Linked DNA regions of Sus scrofa: region 2 is linked to region 1. A link is a contact called in public HiChIP or PLAC-seq data. All regions are on one chromosome and are shown on one strand. Each heading gives the region's core, a stretch centred on a gene start, on an enhancer-like site or on the middle of the called end of the contact. The rest is flanking DNA. Distances are from core to core; before and after follow the strand shown. Region 1 overlaps FRMD4A (FERM domain-containing protein 4A). Region 2 overlaps FRMD4A (FERM domain-containing protein 4A).

Region 1 (5,004 bases), core at 3-2,502:
GATAGTATTGGAAAGAATATATGTAGATGTAGATAGCTGGGTTGCTATGCTATGCAGTAGAAATTGACACAACACTGTAAATCAACTATACTCTAATAAAAAAAGGAAAAAACAGAAAAAAAAAGAAAAGGCAGAACCAAGGCTGGGGGTGGGCTAGGAGGTGTTGGCAAAGGCCCAAGATGAGTCCTCATTTAAGAGGGAGCCCACTTCTGGTCATCATCACTTCAGAGCTTCGTTCTTGAAATGTCCCCAGTTCTCGAAGGCCATTGACCTTCCCCGTTGATCTGACAGTCACAAAGCTTGCTCCTGACTTTATCTATTTTCCCACTGGCCCTTGGTGATGGCTCCCTGGAAGTTCTGTCTCATGCTTGGGGGGGCGGGGGGGGGAGCGGAGGTGGAGTGAACAGCATGGCCGCCCCGGCTCACTTCCCATCCATTATCCATTCTCCCCACCGCCCCACCAGGGACCCAACCAATCAGCCCCTGTGCATATCAGCATGGTTCCCAGAGAGGATGGGCTGTCCAACTCTGACCTGTCACCTGTTCCAGGGAAAACAAAGACCTCCTCCGCCACCTTTCACCCAGTACACTGGGAACAGGGCCAGCCCCTTCTCAATGTTTTCAATAAGTTTTCAAACACGCTTGTTTCAGTGGCAGCTTTTGCGGTGATTATCTCATTAGGGTCTTGGCCTCAAAACACCTTATTTATTGTGAAGTGAAAAAACAGTAGACCCTCTCAAGCTTCTTTTAAAAAGAAAAAGCAGGCTCTAGTGTGATGGGAAATTTTTTACTTGTGGGAAAACACCTCCCTGCCCTGTTCAAAGACACCATCAGCCCCGGTTTGGATTGAATGGAGGGCACTGGCCCAGTGCCACAGAGCAGGAGCTCATGGCCCAGATGTCCAGGTAATTTCCAAACCTTGTTTTGTTTCCTCCATCTCCTTCATAAGCCCATGGATTAAACCCCATGAGCAACCAGCTCCTGATGGCTTTGTATAAACTGCACAGATTTTTCAGGAAACAAAAATAAGTTTTGTTCTCTCCTATCAGTGCAGGCGTGCTATTCTCTAGAGAGAGAGAGGAATCAGAATCGTTGAAACAGCTCTACAATGGATGGCAGTCCTGTGATAGTGTAACCCAAACAGCCAGCATAAAATTGTAAAACTCTGCCGCAGGGGCAGATGGCTGCTGTGGGAATATTTATAGCAGGGACCTAGAAATAACTGTAAGGGAAAAGCCTTGTGAGTAACAGGAGACGGGACATCAAGGTAGCACGTGGTCTAGAAGATATTCTCGCTCTAGTCTGAAGCCCCTGAGGGCTGTGGGTCCATCACTGTGCAGGGGAGAGACCTGGTATATTCTCGCACTAGTCTGAAGCCCCGGAGGGCTGTGGATCCACCAGTGTGCAGGGGAGAGACCTGATATATTCTCAGAGCCCACAAAAGCGATCCCTCCTACACCCCACACAGCACAGACCTAACAGATCAGAACTGGAAGCAGGAAGTGGGCGGGGTGGGGGTGGGGGTGGTAAGACTATTAGAACAGGTGGGGGATTTTGCACTGCATGCTCCAGGGGCAGGAAATGGAGAGCTGGGCCAAGGAGAGTGACATCTGGGTTCAAATAGGGATGCAGGGCCCCAACCCCTCTGTGCTAAAGTTTTCACCAATTAGCCAAGGAGTGGAGACCAGACTGCCATGGGCCCGGGTATAATTTGTCATTCTTTCTCTATTTTTAACGTTATGAACTACATCGAGTGGCCTTTGTCAGCATGGGTCCAGGACTTTGCCATAAATCTTTTGGCCACAGTTATAAATTCTTGAGCTTTGGTTCTCATTAAAGAGAAGCACCCCAATTAAGCTCCAAACCAACACTGAAGTCACTACTCTTGGGTCCTGACAGTGTAGACCAGCAAACCACAAAATGACACCAAACCTCTTAGAACTGTAAGGCATGAATGAGACCACAAGGAAGAGAGGAAGACTGTTTAGACTCCTAAAAGAGATTTCCTTGTATACCTAATTTCTTATTTATTTATTTATTTATTTTTGGCCACACTCACAGCATATGGAAGTTCCTAGGCCAGGCATTGAATCAGAGCCATGGCTGCAACCTACACCATAGCTGCAGAAATGCTGAATTCTTAAGCCACTGCACCAGACCAGGGATTAAACCCACACCACTGCAGAGGCAATACAAGGTCCTTAACCTATTGTGCCACAGCGGGAACTCCTATATTTAATTTCTTAAGTAAGACATTTTATCTTTTAAAAATGCATTAAAAAGCAATCAGGTGGTTCATATATGTGTGTCTGTGTGTATATAAATAGTAGAAAAGAAAAAAACAGATAATGATACCAGAAAAAAAAAAGATAGCTCCATAAAGCATTCAAAACAAAACAAAACACTGAGCATTGTGGCTCAGTGGTAACGAACCCAAATAGTATCCATGAGGATGAGGGTTTGATTCCTGGACTCGCTCAGTGGGTTAAGGATACGGCATTGCCGTGAGCTGTCGTGTAGGTCGCAGACGTGGCGCAGACCCCCTGGTGCTGTGGCTGTGGTGTAGGCTGGCAGCTGCAGTTCCTATTTGACCCCTAGCATGGGAACTTCCATATGTCACATGCATGACCCTAAAAAGCAAAGCAAAACAAAGCAAAACAAAACAAAAACAAACCAAAAACCACTCCCATAACTGCATGCGAAAATAGCTGCACTGTGAAAAAACCGCACCATATATAAAAAGATTTCTTTTTTTTCTAAGAGAACCTGTTGAACCGATTTTTCCAGTCTTAGTTTCCCTATTAGTGTGTTTTTCTTCCATGCCTGCCTCATTCTAATGGAAGAACCAGAGAGGAGCCTGGCTTTACTTATTTGCTTTCCAGCTAGTGTAGCACTAAGATTTATTGTGTGTATCTTTAGGTCCCCAATTGGAATTGCCAACGATATCAACAACACACACTACTCACTGAAGAGATAACTAACACAATATCAAAAGCACAGCTTTTCTAGAAGGTACAACTGCCCACTATGCTGATTTCATGTCGGTTGATTTCCCCTCCCTGGCAAGGGATGGCTTACATTCAGCTCAATGCTCCCTCAGGATCTCCCGGTCACCTACACGATTAAACCAAAGGCAGGGTGAATTTACACTCCTGACACATTCACCTCTCCTGCAGCAAGTTAATCAGGCAGAACTGGAGTGTTCCAGGGTTTCACACCTCAAGCCAGGCCCGTCCCTCATGTCTGCTCCATGCTGTCCTTGCTGGGAGGGATGTCTGACCATGGAGACCCAGGAGGACAGTGACTGATTGACTGACTCTCCATCTCTCACAATGAACAACAGAAGCCCCAACCTGCTTGTGAACAGTGATGGAAGGAGTTTTCCCTGAAAATGAGCAGGACACTTTGATGGGCTCTGCCACAGTCAGCCACAGCCTAATTTGCTAGAAACCAGGAACAGGCTGAGGAGGAACCACGGCCCAGAAAAGGACCTTCCAGTACGGAAACAGACTCTGCCACCGGCTTTGGGAGAAGGAGGTGAGGCAGAGCACAGATCTGGATGACAGGGACCTGTCTTACTTCTACTGCATCTTCAGTACCCAGCTCGGAGTCTCCCACATAATAACCCTCCAGAACGTTCCTTGAGTGCAGGTGTCAGCAAAGCTGGAGTTTTTCGTGGTGGTCTCATTGGAGGGGTTCAAAGCGGAAGCACGTGGCCTCCAAACAGCTTTGGAGGGGGTGCTTCCAGGGACCCAGAAGTTAGTGATGTCCAGCGATATGAGGCATGTGGTTGGCACAGGTTGGGGGGGGGGCGTCTGTCTCAGAAAGTGGGGTCCTGAGACCAGGCTCAGCTATAATGGCCTTGGAGGGTGTCTGGCAAGAGCCCAGTGGGCCTAGAGGGAGTGGACTGGTTACCAAGACCAGGGCAGAGACTGAACGGAGAGAAGGATCCAGAAGCTGGGAGAAGCCTGGTCATGAGAGCTGGATTATAAGATCAGGGTTAGATCAGAAACAGGGCTGATGCCATGATGCCATTGTGTGCAAGAATGCCTGGGTAGAAAGAGAGCTTCCTCCATCACTTCTGTGACATTCCCCAGGCTGGGGCCAGAGTAGGGCTGTGGACGGAGAGGAGGGGTGCAGAGCCCACATTCCTGATCCTGGTGAGGTCAACCTCTCCGCCACAGGCAAGACTCAGCCGTTTCTGGAAACTGCCTTTCCAGTTGATTTACAACTGTTTTCTTTCCCTCTGAACAAAGTGCATTTGGGTTAAAAACCAGGCAGCATATAAATAAACTAATTGAGGGCGAAAGGCACTAAGTTTTAGTGTCCTTTCATAAATTTGAAGTTTTCAAGTCTTCCCAAGGCAGGGGCAATATAAGATTCCAGGCTTTTCCTACTGAGAAAACTGTGACCCTGAATTTAATAGGGTGACAGGGAAGTGATGGTTATGTGGAGAAATTAATCAAAGGACAAAGATGCCCTAAATGCTCAAAAGAATCATGAGGCCCTGATGCCTTCTAAAGAAAACACATTCATCTTCACACAGACTCACACCCATTCACACTTAAATCCACAATAGAAGTTTTCACTGGATGAGCAGGACCTGCTTGTAATCATTATTTTTCTGGAAAGCAAATATGTTTATAGGCGATGAACGAATGTCTTCGGTTTCAACAATATTATGAATACAAACAGAACAGAAATTAGCAGAGTGCTAAGAGGAGGTATTGCAATCCCTGTATTGCATCATTTAGGAAAAAACTAGGTGTTCCCCTGAAAAATGTAGGTTGACCTAATCAGGAACGGATGTCAGAGTCCCTGGCTCATAGAAGGATTATGTGAATTTACCATTCCAGTATCCTAGATGTTCAGTGGCACTTGCCTTGGAAAGCCTTGCAGAAGCAGCCTTCTTTCCCCCACTGTTCACTGCCACCTAGTGAATTTACTTGGGAAAGAAACCGCAGCTGGAAAGGAAATGCTTTTTAAAAGGCAAATAGCTTTAAT
Region 2 (5,049 bases), core at 2,378-4,877, 96 kb before region 1:
CGAAAATGAGCCATTCATGGTTTTTACTGCTTACGATTCTTTGACACTCTTTTCAAAAGAACTGCCATTTATCTCTGTGTATCACGGTTATGGTAATAAATGAACGTTTTTCCACACACAGAATGGAAAATCAGCACTTTCCACCCGACAATTCTTTGCTGCCCCAACCCCCTGAAAAAATAATAGTTAGAAGAACTATTTTGTTAAAAGGAATCTGATTTTTCTGCCCACCACGAGGACCCGCTCATTGATTTAAAAAGCCTGAATCTTAGTAATGCGTGTTTATTTCTAAATGAAAACGGTTTCTTAATGATGTGATATTTCAGGACTTGAGTTCCCCAGAGGCAGGCATGAGGCCGCCAGACTGAGACCCTGAATCACTCACTTCTTTGTCCCTGTGGCCAAGGGGGCAGAACATTCAGGGGTTACAATCTGCCATCAACAAAGAGCATTTAGACTCTGGTTTTAGAAAAGAATGACTCATCTCTGGGTCATTTTCTTGTCTCTCTCTCTCCTCTCTTCCCTCGCCCTTAACCACAAGGAAACTGCAGGAGAAAACACTCTTCTTTAACTCAAGGCACAAAAGACACAAATGTTGCTGAGCTCACAACCTGACTTCCTGTTATGAAGGAGTCAGACATCCTACAATTTCATGGAGCAAGATTTTTAAGCAAAGCCGAGAGTTGAATGATTTCAGAACTTGTTCACCACCTACAAAGGACTAGGTCACAGCTGCAAAGGAAGAGGCAAAATAATTAAATCACTCCAAGGTGGCAGCACATGGTATTGTCTGTGGCCAAAAAAATGAACATTTTTTTTTTAAATGAGGAAGAACAATAAATCTAACAGAGACAAATACACTGGAGAGCTGAAAGAAAGTGAAAAAAAATCTGATTGGACAATAGGCCAGGGGTGGTGTCTCAGGCCTAATTATTTTACTTAATATTTGCAGGAAACAAAGGAAAATGGAAGCAATCTTTATTTATAAAAGCCAGGATCTACCTTTAATCTGCGCAGGGGATTTAGGATTCTGCACAACCCGAAAGATTCCCATTTGGTCATGCAAGGTTGAAGACTTTTTAAGGCTCAGAATCGTTTCAGGTCTAATGGACTTCCAAATTTGGCCAGTGGAAAATCCTCATTGTGGACTCTTTGACCTTAGCAAGACATCAGGGAGAGACAGAGAGTATTTCATGGTAGATTAAATATTTAAGGACACGTGGTACTCAAAGAAAGAACGCTGTTTAGAAAGGAACATCTCAATATGCCCTTTTTCTCTTCTGACCCCCTGACACCATGGGGATTTCACTGCTCATTGAGTGGGTTGGACAGTCACAGCGATCTTGCCCAGAGGTTGGTATGAAACAGTCATGGTAAAGATGATGGATTGATAGATGGAGAGATAGACATAGAGATAGCCAGTCAGCTCTAGATTGACAGATGACAGATAGAAGGTGATCTGTGAGATAAAGGTGGGGAGAAAAATCTACGTCCATGTACACTTGGTTAGGACACTCCACGGACACTTGAGTGCATTGGCACTATTTGGGAGCCTATTAGAAATGCAGGTTCTGGAGTTCCCACTATAGCACGGTGGGTTAAGAATTTGATTGCAGTGGCTCAGGTTGCTGCAGAGGCTTGGCTTCAATCCCTGGCCCAGTGCAGTGGATCCAGCATTGCTACAGATGTGCGGTAGGTTGCAACTGCAGCTCAGGTACAATTCCTGGCCCTGGAACATCCATATGCTACAGGTTCGGCCATTAAAAAAAGAAATGCAGATTCTCAGGCTTATACCCAGACCTGCCAAATGAGAATCTGCATTTGACAAGATCCTCACAGATGTTGGAGAAATGCTGCTTTAAGATGTAACGGCGTAGGAGTTCCCATCAAGACTCAGTGGTTAGCGAACCTGACTAGCATCCATGAGGATGCAAGTTTGATCCCTGACCTCGCTCAGTGGGTTCAAGATCCGGCATTGCCGTGAGCTGTGGTGTAGATCACAGATGAAGCTTGGATCCCACGTTGCTATGGCTGTGGCATAGGCTGGTGTTTACAGCTCCAATTGGACCCCTAGCCTGGGAACCTCCATGTGCTGCGGGTGCAGCCCTAAAAGACAAAAAGACAACAACAACAACAAAAAGATTTAACAGTCTAGAACACTGATCTTCAGTAACTCTTGTTTTCCCTTCCAAATGATACAGTAGGTGGAAACGCACAAATGTCTTCGAAGTGGAACTCCTTCTGGTTGAGTCGGGAGGCAAGTTATCTAAGTCTTCCAGTCCCCCAGTGGCACCTCCCACTCTCACCAGCAGTTACTTCTACATCTACAGGGAAGCAAAGATGCCCAGGGCTCAAATCCCAACACCTGCTGCCCAGAGGGCACAGGTCACCACTTTCTGAACAATATCCAAGCCCTAGCGTATCATGAACACTTAAGCAATATTCAATCATTGCTAACAATTGATTCTGACGCAAGATTATATGCAGAAGCACAGGAGGACACTGGAGGAATCCAAGAAAACAGGCAGATAGCATACTTAATACAAGACAAAGACAAGACAGAGAGAGAAATGAAACTGGCCCTGTAGTTAGAGCTGCCAGACAAAATATAGGACACCCAGCTGGATTTGAATTTCAGATTCACAACATGAGGCAGACTTATACTAAAGCACTCTTTACTTGTTGTTTATCTGAAATTCAGATTTAACTGGGCATGGTGCATTTTCATTTGCCAAATCCGGCAAACTTCATCCTTCCCTTGACGATACATTTCTCAGAAGCTCAGGCCCCAAGAGTCTCTCACCGGTTTAGACCCCAATCATATTCCTTGCAGAGAGGTCTCTGGGGTCAGACTGCCTGGGTTCCAATCCCGGATTGGCCAATGCTGACAGCTGTTCTCAGTCCTGGGCAAATGATTGCATCTCTCTGTTCTGTTTTCCTCTTTTGAGAAGTGGGCATGGACATGAAAGCAGCCCTCACAGGACTGCCTGGGAATGAAATAAGAAAATATTTGTAGGGAGTTCCCGTTGTGGCTCAGTGGGTTATGAACCTGACTAGTATCCATGAGGATATGGGTTTGATCCCTGGCCCCGCTCAGCGGGTTAAGGATCTGGCGTTGCAGTGAGCTGTGATGTAGGTTGCAAACATGGCTCAGATCTGGTGTTGCTGTGGCTGTGGTGTAGGCTGGCAGCTGCAGCTCTGATTTGACCCCTGGCCCAGAAACTTCCATATGCCACGGGTGTGGGCCTAAAAGTACAAAAAAAAAAAAAAAAGAGAGAGAGAGAGAGAAAATATCTGTAATGCACAAAGTAGGAGCTCATAGCACAAATGTACTTTCCATTGCTGCCCATCAGGTCGAGGTCTCCTGGGCTTAGCAACATCCTTCCTGTCTGAATCTGGTCCTGGTCATTTTCTGGGAGACCCAAGATCAATTTGCAGAGGGAGGAGATGGGAGGAGGGGAAAGGGTGCCAGAAAGACCACAGAGGGGGACACTTCCCTCTCCTTTCTGAAGGGCCTGGAGTGTCCATCCGATCCCTGCATTTCCGTCCTCCTGCTCCCTGGGGGCCATGTCTGGGATGTGCTAGGGAAGGAGGAAGGAAAATGTGTCACTTGATATTTGCTCCTTGACCCCGGCTGACCCAGCTAATTCACTGCAGGATGGAAGGAAGTGTACTCAGGAGACCTTCCTGTGCCAGAGCTTCTTGGCTGGACGTCTCAGCAACCAGGGAGCTAGATCTTGCTTCCTTGACACTTAGCTGAGCAGCAGGCATTTGACTAGCCCTGTGAGGTGGACGAGCCCTACCACAGGTGATGCCAGAAAGATAATACTGGAATCTGGGTTCTTGTTCACGGCGGTCGAAGAATGAACTCCGCGAACACACAGGCAGCAAGCAAGCAAGTTTTTATTAATGGAAAGCAGATAGCTTCTAGGGTTACTGGGAGGGGGGAGAAGAGCCCCCATTTCTCTATTGTTCTATAGAGGTTTTATTCCTTAAAGATGGGGTGGGGGTACCAACGTGGGGTCCAGAGAGATGTGGTCTTCTCCCATTGGCCTTGCTTAGTTATATCAGTCCTTGTGCAATAGGGTCCTGGGGGTGGACATGTCCCTTACGTCTCATAGTTTCTTGGACTTTTCCTCCGATAAACTGAGTCACAGGGAATCAGGGACTAATGTCTATCTGGGCGTAGGTACATTCCCTATAGTAAACAAGGCTGTGGGGATGCTACTTCCTGGAGCCTTAAGCCACAAATGTTAATCAATGGCCATATCAAAGAATGCATCAAAGCCCATGCGCCTACACTGACTCCCTGAGTTAATATTCTGCCTCACAGGGACACCTCACATCTCAAGGTCAGGAATTCTCAGAAAGCTGCTGAGGACTGGAGCCAGCACGTGGGATGTGTCATGTCTTTCTCTTGGGGTAAACCTGACCGTGGGGAAACCTGATCACCTCTCAGCTTTCGTTTTCATCTCTGTGTCTGTGAACGCCAAGATCAGAGATGTGAATCCGGCAATGAACTATTCTTCAACATTAAACCAATAAAGCAAGAAAGCCAAGTATCAGGGGGGCACGTGGAGCTCAAAGTGCCCCCACCCACCATCACCCTGCCCTCCCCAGGAGGAGACCCCGGAGCTACATTCCGAGGGGAATTCTGGGCCAGAATCACTAATGGAAATCAAACAATTCTCCCGAAACTGCAATCTGAACACTGCAGTTTCCCTGAAACTGTGTTGTGGGCTTCCCTCCACTTCTTGGCACAGATCCATCACCTGAGCAGCAACCCTTTCCCAGGAAGCTATTGTTATTTGTGCATCTGATCGTTTACAGCAAAGCAGGCTGACAGAGAAATTTAGAAAGGAAAAGAAAAAAAGAAGTGGAGGGTGAAAAGGACAAAACGGAGGCTTCCAGCATCCCAGTGGGAACCAAAGAGCAGAAACACCTCTCTTTTGGCCCTCAGCACAGTGAGTGAGGACTTGACAGAAAAGCCTGGAATTTAGGCAGAGCTGCAGCCCCTGTGGAAGGTGGGTGTTAGACGCCGAGATTCAG

Evidence for each region. HiChIP or PLAC-seq counts read pairs in DNA pulled down with a chosen protein or histone mark.
Region 2: an H3K27ac HiChIP or PLAC-seq map of skeletal muscle shows a contact between it and region 1. The contact joins two enhancer-like sites. A contact is called at or near these places in 7 of 47 Hi-C or Micro-C datasets (brain, embryonic fibroblasts, mesenteric adipose tissue and 2 more) and 1 of 2 datasets of contacts at active chromatin or transcription factors (skeletal muscle).

Annotation. Positions count from the first base shown.
Region 1 is chr10:47,608,054-47,613,057 of Sscrofa11.1, reverse strand. The region is part of intron 2 of FRMD4A (FERM domain-containing protein 4A); the gene reads right to left. Among named protein-coding and RNA genes, the nearest start is that of FRMD4A, 230 kb to the right of the region's middle. Within about 2 kb of position 1,252, at least 6 of the 83 cell types and tissues checked have an H3K27ac peak or open chromatin away from gene starts, as enhancers often do. A contact at or near this core is called in skeletal muscle, where this site is marked.
Region 2 is chr10:47,706,704-47,711,752 of Sscrofa11.1, reverse strand. All of the region lies in intron 2 of FRMD4A (FERM domain-containing protein 4A), which reads right to left. Among named protein-coding and RNA genes, the nearest start is that of FRMD4A, 320 kb to the right of the region's middle. Within about 2 kb of position 3,627, at least 7 of the 83 cell types and tissues checked have an H3K27ac peak or open chromatin away from gene starts, as enhancers often do. A contact at or near this core is called in skeletal muscle, where this site is marked.